Regions from separate parts of the Macaca mulatta genome. Here region 2 is linked to region 1. Evidence: chromatin contacts called from public Hi-C data. All regions are on one chromosome and are shown on one strand. The core of a region is the stretch at or near the end of the contact, and the rest is flanking DNA. Distances in the headings are between cores, read along the strand shown. Region 1 holds the start of LOC144330256. Region 2 holds the start of RTRAF (RNA transcription, translation and transport factor).

Region 1 (4,454 bases), core at 1,159-3,658:
AGTTAGTTGTGAGACAGGACTCATTTACACTCAACTCTGAACCTGACAGCTCAGTCAAAAACAATTCTGTTTGAAACTTTCATTCCAAGCATCTGCCACAAAAAGCTATGCAGTCTATTACATCATAAGTTCAGAAAGCCAAAAGCTTTATAAGTATAGTTAAATGTGGAAACAAAATCCAAAAACTAGAAAAAAGACCCCCCCTCCATTTCAGCTAACCTAGTTGAGTAACAATTTTTTTAAGAATTTGTAACTAAAAACTGTTACCTAGCACATTGGCATTTTGCTTTCAAAAGCAGCGTCTTCATTCAGGCCCATGCTGTTTTCAGGCATTTTCCTGTAGAGCCAGGAGCATCATAAATCTGTAAATTCAAATTATGTACTTAAAACTAGCAGCTTACCCTTCTTGCCCCCAAAAAGGAGATACTGGAAATAGGAAAGATTTCCTGCCCCTTAAAATGTCTTGAGTACTGCAAGAACTGCTGATTACTGTAGCCCATCAGTGTCAGATCTCAGAGATTCTTGCAAGCAACTCAAAGGGGGGAAAATTAGTTCATATTACAGTCTTTCTGGAGAAGATGTCCTGCAGATAACATGATATTAGATATCCCCCGGGGGATCCTTTTCATCTAATAATCCTACTAAATGTCCACTTTAATATGAAATATGAATCCAATATGTTTACAAACATACTGGGAAAAGTATTCAAATGCCAGCTGTCTCACATTGTGAAGTATTTTCATTTTTAACATAAAACGTTTATTTCTCAAAGCCACACCTGAGAAAATGATTAGGTGCTGTTAAGTTTTATACTACAAAGGACATCAGCAAAGGCATCTGTTTTCCTGCCTCTCTTCTGGTCTTCTCCCCTCCCCCACTCTCCATCCTGCAGGCCATTTGTAGGTCCTGGTTGTTAAAATTTCTACAATAGTCTCATAATGCTCTAAATTCTAAAAAACAAACAAACAAACAAAAAAACTTCTCATCCTTTAACACTGCTGAACCTAAATTCATGCACTGCTCTAAGAAGGAAACCCAAAAGTCACAAGCCTCTTTAATGACAGATGTATTACGGAAAATTTTCCCCACAAAGTTTTGATGCTGTGAAATATCAACTCCCTGAAATCACAGAAAGGAAATGACTTACATTCTTGGAAAATGAAGCCACTAGCAGCTTTCTCCAACAGCATTTTCTAAACCCCAAACTACACCCTGCGGCAAGAGGGAGTATTTCGTGCAAAAACTAAATTTAAATAGATGCTTATAAAACCCATAAACAAACATTGCCCGGTCCCAGAGAAGAACAGAAGGGAATCATACTCGGAAAGTCCAGCGAGATACTTTTTCTCCACATTCAGAAATGCTGGAGAGCACAGGCTGGAAGTCAGAAGCAACCTGAGAACGCTTGCTGAAGTTTTCCTTCCCTGCTGTGAGCAATGCACAGCTCCTGAGGGAAAAACTGGCAAAAGAGATTTTGCTTAAAAAATAAAAATGAAAAGGGTGTTAAGGGGGAAAACGAGCTAATATTTCTTTGGACACTAGCTACACAACTGCACGGCCTAAAAATTTGCCAGCTTTCAACTTTAAAATACACTTATTTTGACATTTTCCCATCTATTCGTGCCTTTTAAGAAAACGCCCGCACCATTAGGCTATGCTGTCCCAGGACTCGAGGTGTTGTTCTAATCCCTGTAGACTTTACATTTACACGGGTGGACACCAGCTGTCCATACCTGACAGTGCCTGGCCCTTCCGGAGCCGAATCCCATTCGCCTGGGGCTCCGCCAGCGCACCGCAAGCTCCTCCAGAAACCCAAATTCTGCAGGCCGCGCCCCCAACTCGTATCTCACCCAGGCCCCAGTCTGGCGCCGATCTGCCCCAGCTCAACCTCCGGCTCCGCCGACTGGGCACTTCCTGGGACTCCGGGCAGACCCTGCGCTCGGGTGCCTTCCCGCAGCCGAGCTGTCCGGCCTCTGCGCGCGCACAACAGGCTGCACGGCGCAGCCCCCGGGAGCGCGGGACTCGGGTGCTGGTCCCGGCGCCCAGCCACAGCGACACTGACCTGGGCGCCGGGGCCCGCCAGGGAGCTCTGTGATCCGGGGACCTCCGCGATGCAGAGGACCAGGCGCGGCGCACGGAGCCCAGGCGCGCAGTCCGCAGCCGGGACCAGCCTCCCGCCCCCGCCGCTGAAGCAGCCCCGAGCTCCACGCCTCCCCCGCTGCCAGGCTCGGCTGCCCTAGGGCCTCGTCCGCCTGTCCCGGAGTGGACGAGCTCCGACTCGCGGAAAAGCGACCTTCCCGCCGGTGCCCGACACCCAGAGCTAAGGGAGCGAGAAGAAAACGAAGAAAGAGGCGGAGAGTGGGGCCACTGCCTTCGCTGGGACTCGCGACTTCCAGAAACCCTCCCGAAACCCCGTCCCGCCGCCGCCCCGCCGGCAGGGGGCACAGCGGGCGTCCGGGGCGCGGCGGCTGGGCGATGGGGAGAGCGGAAAGGGCCCAGACACCGGGTTCTTGCTCGTACCTCGGAGAAAGTATTGAGCACCAGGCGTTGGGCTCTGTGGTCAGCCCCCTGAGTCTTCCTGCCGGCGCCGAGCCTGTCCCGCTCCTCTCAGCCCCTTGGCCCCGCCAGCCAGAGAAGCACTCCGCGTCCGCCCCGCCCCCCTCCCACGCCTCCCGCCTGCCCCGCCCCCTGAAGCACCGCCCCCTGAGACCCCGCCCCCGGCCCGCCCTAACTGGCCGCGGAGACAGCCGAGCCGCGGGAGCTGAGCGCCGAGCTAGCGACCGTACAGGGAGCGCCCGTCCGCCCCGCCCTGGACCCAACCAAGCGTCCCGTGGAGGGGTGCGGCCACTTGGGGGCAGGAGAAAACGGAGTAAGCCACCCTTCTGGGCACCCAGGAAGCGAGGCGAGCCTCAGGTGGACGCGGTGGTGTAGACCACGACGATCAGGGCCGTTCCCCGTGCTGTGGAGACGGAGGTGCGAGGGGACCCCGGCGGCTCCCCACCTTATGCCGAATGGCCCTCTCCGCCGCCGGCTCGGCTCCCTCGGGGCGCTCCCTCCGGAGCCGAGGCGGGCTGGCCGGGGGCGGCTGTTTGGCCTGAGCGTCTTCTTACTGAAGCGGATCGCCGGAGGGGAGGCCATTCCGAGAGGAGGCGATCCCCAGCAGAGGAGGCTTCGTGAATCCCACAGCCACCTGCCCACCCGCCACTCGGGACGCCGCGCCTCGTGGGTTTCACGCTGGATGGAGGGGCGCCGCCGAGGAGGCCCAGCCTCCCCCGCTAATTCTACCTCTCCAGTTCCTCAGGTAGACACAGCCTCTGTCTGCTGTGGTTTTAGTGCCCGTGGCCCCTCAGAAATTATTTTTGTCCCCTCCCGCTAGTGGCTTTGGGGGATGGAGGGCTAGAGATGCAAAGGGCCAGTGGAAGATTTTTTTATAGCACTAAGAATCAAGCCAGGAGATGGAGGTTTCATTGCCACTTCGGGGTCTGAGGAGGGGACGAGCTGCACCTCTCCAGTCAGTCTGCGCCCACCAGGACCTGCTGCTGGGGACCGCAGACGAAAGGAGAGACACCCAGCACCTGGCCCCTAGTCCCGCAGGGCGTCAGTCTCCTGGCCTTCTGCCTTTCAAGGCTTCCTCTGACTTTGCTGACCCAGTGACCCCTGGCCACGGGTGGCAAAACGCCCTCACTGAGCCCTTCGCTAAAGGAGTGAGGGGGTTTATTTGTCTGGCTTTGAAAATGGGATGAGGAGACAAGAAAACAGGACCTGAGAAAGGACACTATCCAAAATCTGATGCTCTCAGAAGTCAACTTTAAAACTGCCCTGCTCTTTTCATCCAAAGATGAATATGTGAAGCCAGCTGTTACTGGTTGAAAGTGTGCCTCTTGTTTGCATGGCAAAGGAATTCAGTTTTGTGTTCATTTACAGCTGAAGCTCTCTTGAAATAATTGCCTCAGTCACAACTTTTACATTTTGGGAACCATACCATTAGAACTGAATATTAGGAACTATGATCTTTTGTCTTTTCACAATTGACAATATATTCAGAACTTATTTCTGATAAAGCTGGGCAGTTTCTAAGGATACTGTACTTATGATTTAAAGTCATGACTCCATTATGGAAAAGAGAACAAGAAATATGTTTCAATGACTGCCTTTTAAATTAGTTGTACTCCAGCATTTTGGGAGGCCGAGGTGACAGGATCATTTGAGGCCAGGAGTTCAAGACAGCCTGCCAGACCTTGTTTCTACTAAAAATAAAAAATAAATAAATGTTCCGGGCCTGGTGGCCCATGCCTGTAGTCCCAGCTAGTCACGAGGCTGAGGTGGGAGGATGGCTTGGGCCTAGGAGGTTGAGGCCACAGTGAACTGTGATTACACCACAGGACTCCAGCCTGGGTGACAGAGTGAGACCCTGTCTGAAAAAGAAAGAAAAAAAAAATTGAGTTGTACTTAGT
Region 2 (4,454 bases), core at 1,225-3,724, 310 kb before region 1:
GTCACTCTGTCACCCAGGCTGGAGCACAGTGGTGGAGCGCCTCGGCCTCCCGATTATCTAACATTACAAAGTGTGTGCCAGCACACCCAGTTAACTTTCTATTTTCCTGTAGAGACAGGGTTTCGTCAGGTTGCCCAGGCTGGTGTCAGAACTCCTGGGCTCCAATGATCTGCCACCTCAGCCTCCCAAAGTGCTGGAATTATAGGTGTTAGCCACCACACCTGGCCAATGTCTTCTTTTAATATAAGAAATAGCACTGTATTATTGCTACGTTTTCAGTTTGACAAAAATTCTGATTTGGGCCATAAAGGGAAAGTGAAATATTTACATCATTATTTATTTAAGAAACTTCATGTTTCTAGAGAAAACTATTTCTATCTAATAATGAAAGCCTGGTAGGAAGACATAAAATGATTTGCTCTAAAAGCAAAAGATGCATCTAACAAAAAAACGAAATCCCTGACATCCAGCTTTCCTAACACTGATCATTATCAGTTTTATCTTAAAAGAAGAAATTAATTTTACACTCATCTTCACATGATTTTCAGACAAGGTCTCTGTACTTTTACTTTACTTCCTAATTCATTACCTTTTCAAAGAACTTGGGCCAGTCACTGCTGTGAATGTTTCTTAAATTACCTCTGTCTTCAATCTTGTAGTGTCTGATTTTCTGGTCTTCAAGCCAAACAATGAAGTTTCTAAATTCTGTTTCATCTGCAATAAAAAACATCACATAAAATAACTAGAAGCACTATATAAAATACCTCCTTCTCAGGTATATGTTCTTGTGGAATTTTCTTAACTTCAAAATACTAAATTAATTAAACCAAAAGAGGGAGTTGAAAGTACAGACTCTGGAGTTGAAAGTACAGATTAACAATGATCTGTTCAAATCCTGGCCTGAATTCAAATTCTGGGTCCAGATACTTACTGGTTGTGTGAACTTGGGATAATCACCCACATTTTCTGTGCCTCAGATTCTTCAGCTACAAAATGAGGCTGCTAACAGAACTTACCTATAGAATTATGAAGATTAAAAGAAGTTGTTTTATTTAAGAAGTTTCTTAAATAAAATAAATACGGATAAAAACAGTGCCTGGCACATAGTTTTGCTATTTAAGTGTTAAATATTAATATTCCAGTTCCTTTGCAGACAGAAAGGGGAGACAGGGCAAAGTTAAATTTATAGCAAAGTAATAAAGTAAAATAAATAACAAAAGTAAAAGAAATTAAATGACAAAAAACTGTGACTACTGTTGTCATGTAATGTTAACTGCACATTAAATGCATACACTGTTTTGTTTAATCCTCCCCATACCTCTTTTGAGGTAGGTAATATCCCGTTTTACAGAAAAGAACATTGAGACTCAAAGATTCCAATTCAGAACAAGGCTCTATTTTCATCGTTACTTTGTTAAAGCAGAAAAACAACAGATTATAATTTGATATGCTTCTACAAGAGATCAACAAAACACTGACATCCTGCTTAGATATTATTTTCAATTTGTGAGTCAAATTCAAGCTTCCATTATAAGGTCTTGAGAATTATACAATGGTCTGAGTATCACAAGTTATACTTGATCACTTTCAAACTTACCAGTCTATCACAGGCCAGAACTATACAAAAGAAATGAGTAGTAGTGGGCAGTAGTTTTGTTACAGTGAGTAGCAACGTTATTACTTTTTAAAATTCTAATGCTGTAAAATCCCAAATACCTTTGTATTTACAATTCAACCTTCCCATTCATCTGCTATTAACTTTTTTTTGCAAGACCACACAACACAACTAGCCCGTTACTACACGCGCTTACCCTCCCACTGTGATCGGTCCTGACTTCATTGTGTACTGTCTCAAACCGCTCAGTGGGTTCTGACTGCTTCCACCCCTCGCACCCCTCGACCCTTTAGCTCCTGGCAGGCAGTGAGCTAGTCTTCAAGTTAGCACCTTCCTCAGCATCCAGCACCGCGCTGGCCCATAATTAGCAGGTGCTCAAGGTATCGCCTAATTACCCAGGGAACCGTGGAGTTGAATAGTGAGTGAGAAAGACGAATGCTCTTCCTTTTATGTGCTGAGAAGCTAGTTACATGGTGTTTGGAGTTAAGCAAGTGCAGAAAGTAACATGCTGAGACAGGAGTAGGTGAGAGGACTTTGAAGCCGGGAAGGGGCGGCGAAGAGCCGAGGTGCGTGGCGACCCAGAGGAGAGGGGCCCGAAGGCCGGCGGCGGAAACCAGGCCGCCGAGGGTCCCGACGGGGAGGTGGGGTGGGGGCACTGAGGCTGGGACCGCCGCCCAGGTCAGGGACACCCGGCCGGCCCAAGGCCGTCGCCTCACCTTTGCAGTTGAAGCCGGCGGGGTTGTGGTAGTCGAGAGCCGTCAACTTGCGTCGGAACATGGTCCCCGCTTCTCGCTCTGGTCCCCCGGGCCTCGGCCGGGAGAGAAGCGAGGTGGAGCGGGCGGCGCAGGCACCGGCGACGCGGCGAGAGGGCGGGTTGGCGCTTGGACGCTCCGAAATGACGGCGGCCTCCGCCAATCGTAGCTTAAGCGGTGGCCGCCGGCAAATGCCCACCAATCGAGGCTCCGACTGGGGAGGCGGGGCCACGTCGGCGCACGACGTCGCTCAAATAAACTTTATTGTCAGCTTCCTGGTTGTACACTAGGCAGAAAACCAATGGGAAGCTACTTTCCTTTCTTTCTTGCTATGACATGCAGAGAATAGTATATGTAGGCTTTTAGTATTCGCTGTACCTCCCGTTGGATTACAGAATTACTGTTTAGTGTTTTGAGTGCATTCATTCATTTATTCGTTCATTTATTACTCCTCCTACATAATAGGTGCTCTTCTAATACAAAGACGACAAAGCAAAGTCCCTGTAGTAAGATGCTTTCAGACTAGTTGGGAGTGATCCACAGGTACACATACAACTGTTAATACGATGCGATCGTTCCAGATATCCTCAGCCAGAGTGAAATCTGAAGCCGAGATCGTCCCTCACTCCCGTCCCTCACTCCCGTCCCTCACTCCCGTCCCTCACTCCCGTCCCTCACTCCCCTTCACCCTCGGTCACAGCATCCAGTAGGTCACCAATTCCTGCCATTCTCCCCTAACTCTCAAATCCCTCACCTCCTTCTGGACCCCACTGATACAGCCACAAATCAGACCCTCATCACTTTTGCTTACTCTAATTATCTGACTGATTTCTTAGGGCCAGTCCTGCTTTCTCCACACCATTCCCCCACACAGCAATGAGAGAGATTTTTCTAAAGCAAAAAACTGTCCATAACTTTCTCTGCTTATGTTTTAGTGATTCCTGGTTACCTCCTAGAAATAATCAAAACTCTATATTGTATTTAAGATCTTTCCTGATCCAGTCTCTACTTGCTTTTCAGACAGTGGAGAGAGAGCAGTGAACAAGACAGACCAGGCCCCTACTTTCATGGAGTTTAAAAGGCTAATGAGGGAAACAATAAATAGATAAGTATAAACTAAGGCTTGAGGATGGTGAGGCATTCACCGTGCAGTCAAAAGGGTAACCTAGTTTGAGGGAAGAGGCTGTATAAAGCAGGAAATGAGCAACAGCATGGCCCAGAGGGACTAGAGCTTGTAGCGGCTGAGGGTGAGAGGGAATGACAGCTGATAAGACTATAGACAAAGGCAGGGGTCTGATTAGGACAAGCCTCTCATGGCAAGCTAAGGGAAGCTATTGAAATTCTTGAGGGTAAGCCAACTATGTATGTTTCATTTCATTTCAACAGATTTTAATTAAACACTTAGGATCTGTGGAGTATACAAATGAGTAAACTACAGTCTCTATTTTCAGGAAATTTAAGTATAATGACAAACATAGATGTGTAAATAAATACTTATAATCTAGAGTTAGAAAGGGTAAGTGAATTACAAGAAGTATAAAATGTACTACAAAGAAGTGCAGGCCGGGTGCAGAGGCTCATGCCTGTAGTCCCAGCACTTTGGGAGGCTGAGGTGGGAGGATAGTTCAAGCCCAGGAGTTTGAGACCAGCCTAGGCAACATAGTGAGACTTTGTCTCTACTAAAACTAAAACTTAAAAAAAAAAAAAAGAAAGAAAGAAATAAAAAAGGAAAAATTAGCTGGGCATGCTAGTGCATGCTGTGGACCCGGCTACTCGGGAGGCTGAGGTGGGAGGATCACTTGAGCCTGCAAGGTTGAGGCAGCAGTGAGACATGATCGTGCCAACCTGGGCAACATGCAAGACCCCATCTCAAAAATAATAGTAATAAAAAGAAGTACAGAGGCCAGAATACAGCTTTAGTTTTAAGGGGGCATTGTAAGATAATCTATATTTTTCAATTAAGATGCTTATAGAGTGAATCAAGAAAACCAGTTCAAGGGTGTCTCAGTTCCAACAAAATTTGATCAACGATGCAGGTCTCATATTGTGGTGCATGCTAATTGTATAATTAATGAAATACTAACCAA

Evidence for each region. A called contact is a pair of places that touch in the nucleus more often than the background predicts.
Region 2: a Hi-C map of fetal cortical plate shows a contact between it and region 1, with 2.7 times the contacts expected there. The contact joins the promoter of RTRAF here to the promoter of LOC144330256 in region 1. A contact is called at or near these places in 2 of 14 Hi-C or Micro-C datasets (blood and fetal cortical plate).

What each region holds. Positions count from the first base shown.
Region 1 is chr7:124,877,017-124,881,470 of T2T-MMU8v2.0, reverse strand. It overlaps LOC144330256, which reads left to right and starts at 2,408. Exons shown (of 2, transcript XM_077941029.1): 1 at 2,408-3,301. The coding sequence starts at 2,476. The coding sequence ends at 2,931. The region is part of intron 1 of FRMD6 (FERM domain containing 6); the gene reads right to left.
Region 2 is chr7:125,183,127-125,187,580 of T2T-MMU8v2.0, reverse strand. RTRAF (RNA transcription, translation and transport factor) reads right to left here and starts at 2,474. Exons shown (of 8, transcript NM_001266427.1): 1 at 2,332-2,474; 2 at 590-714. The coding sequence starts at 2,392.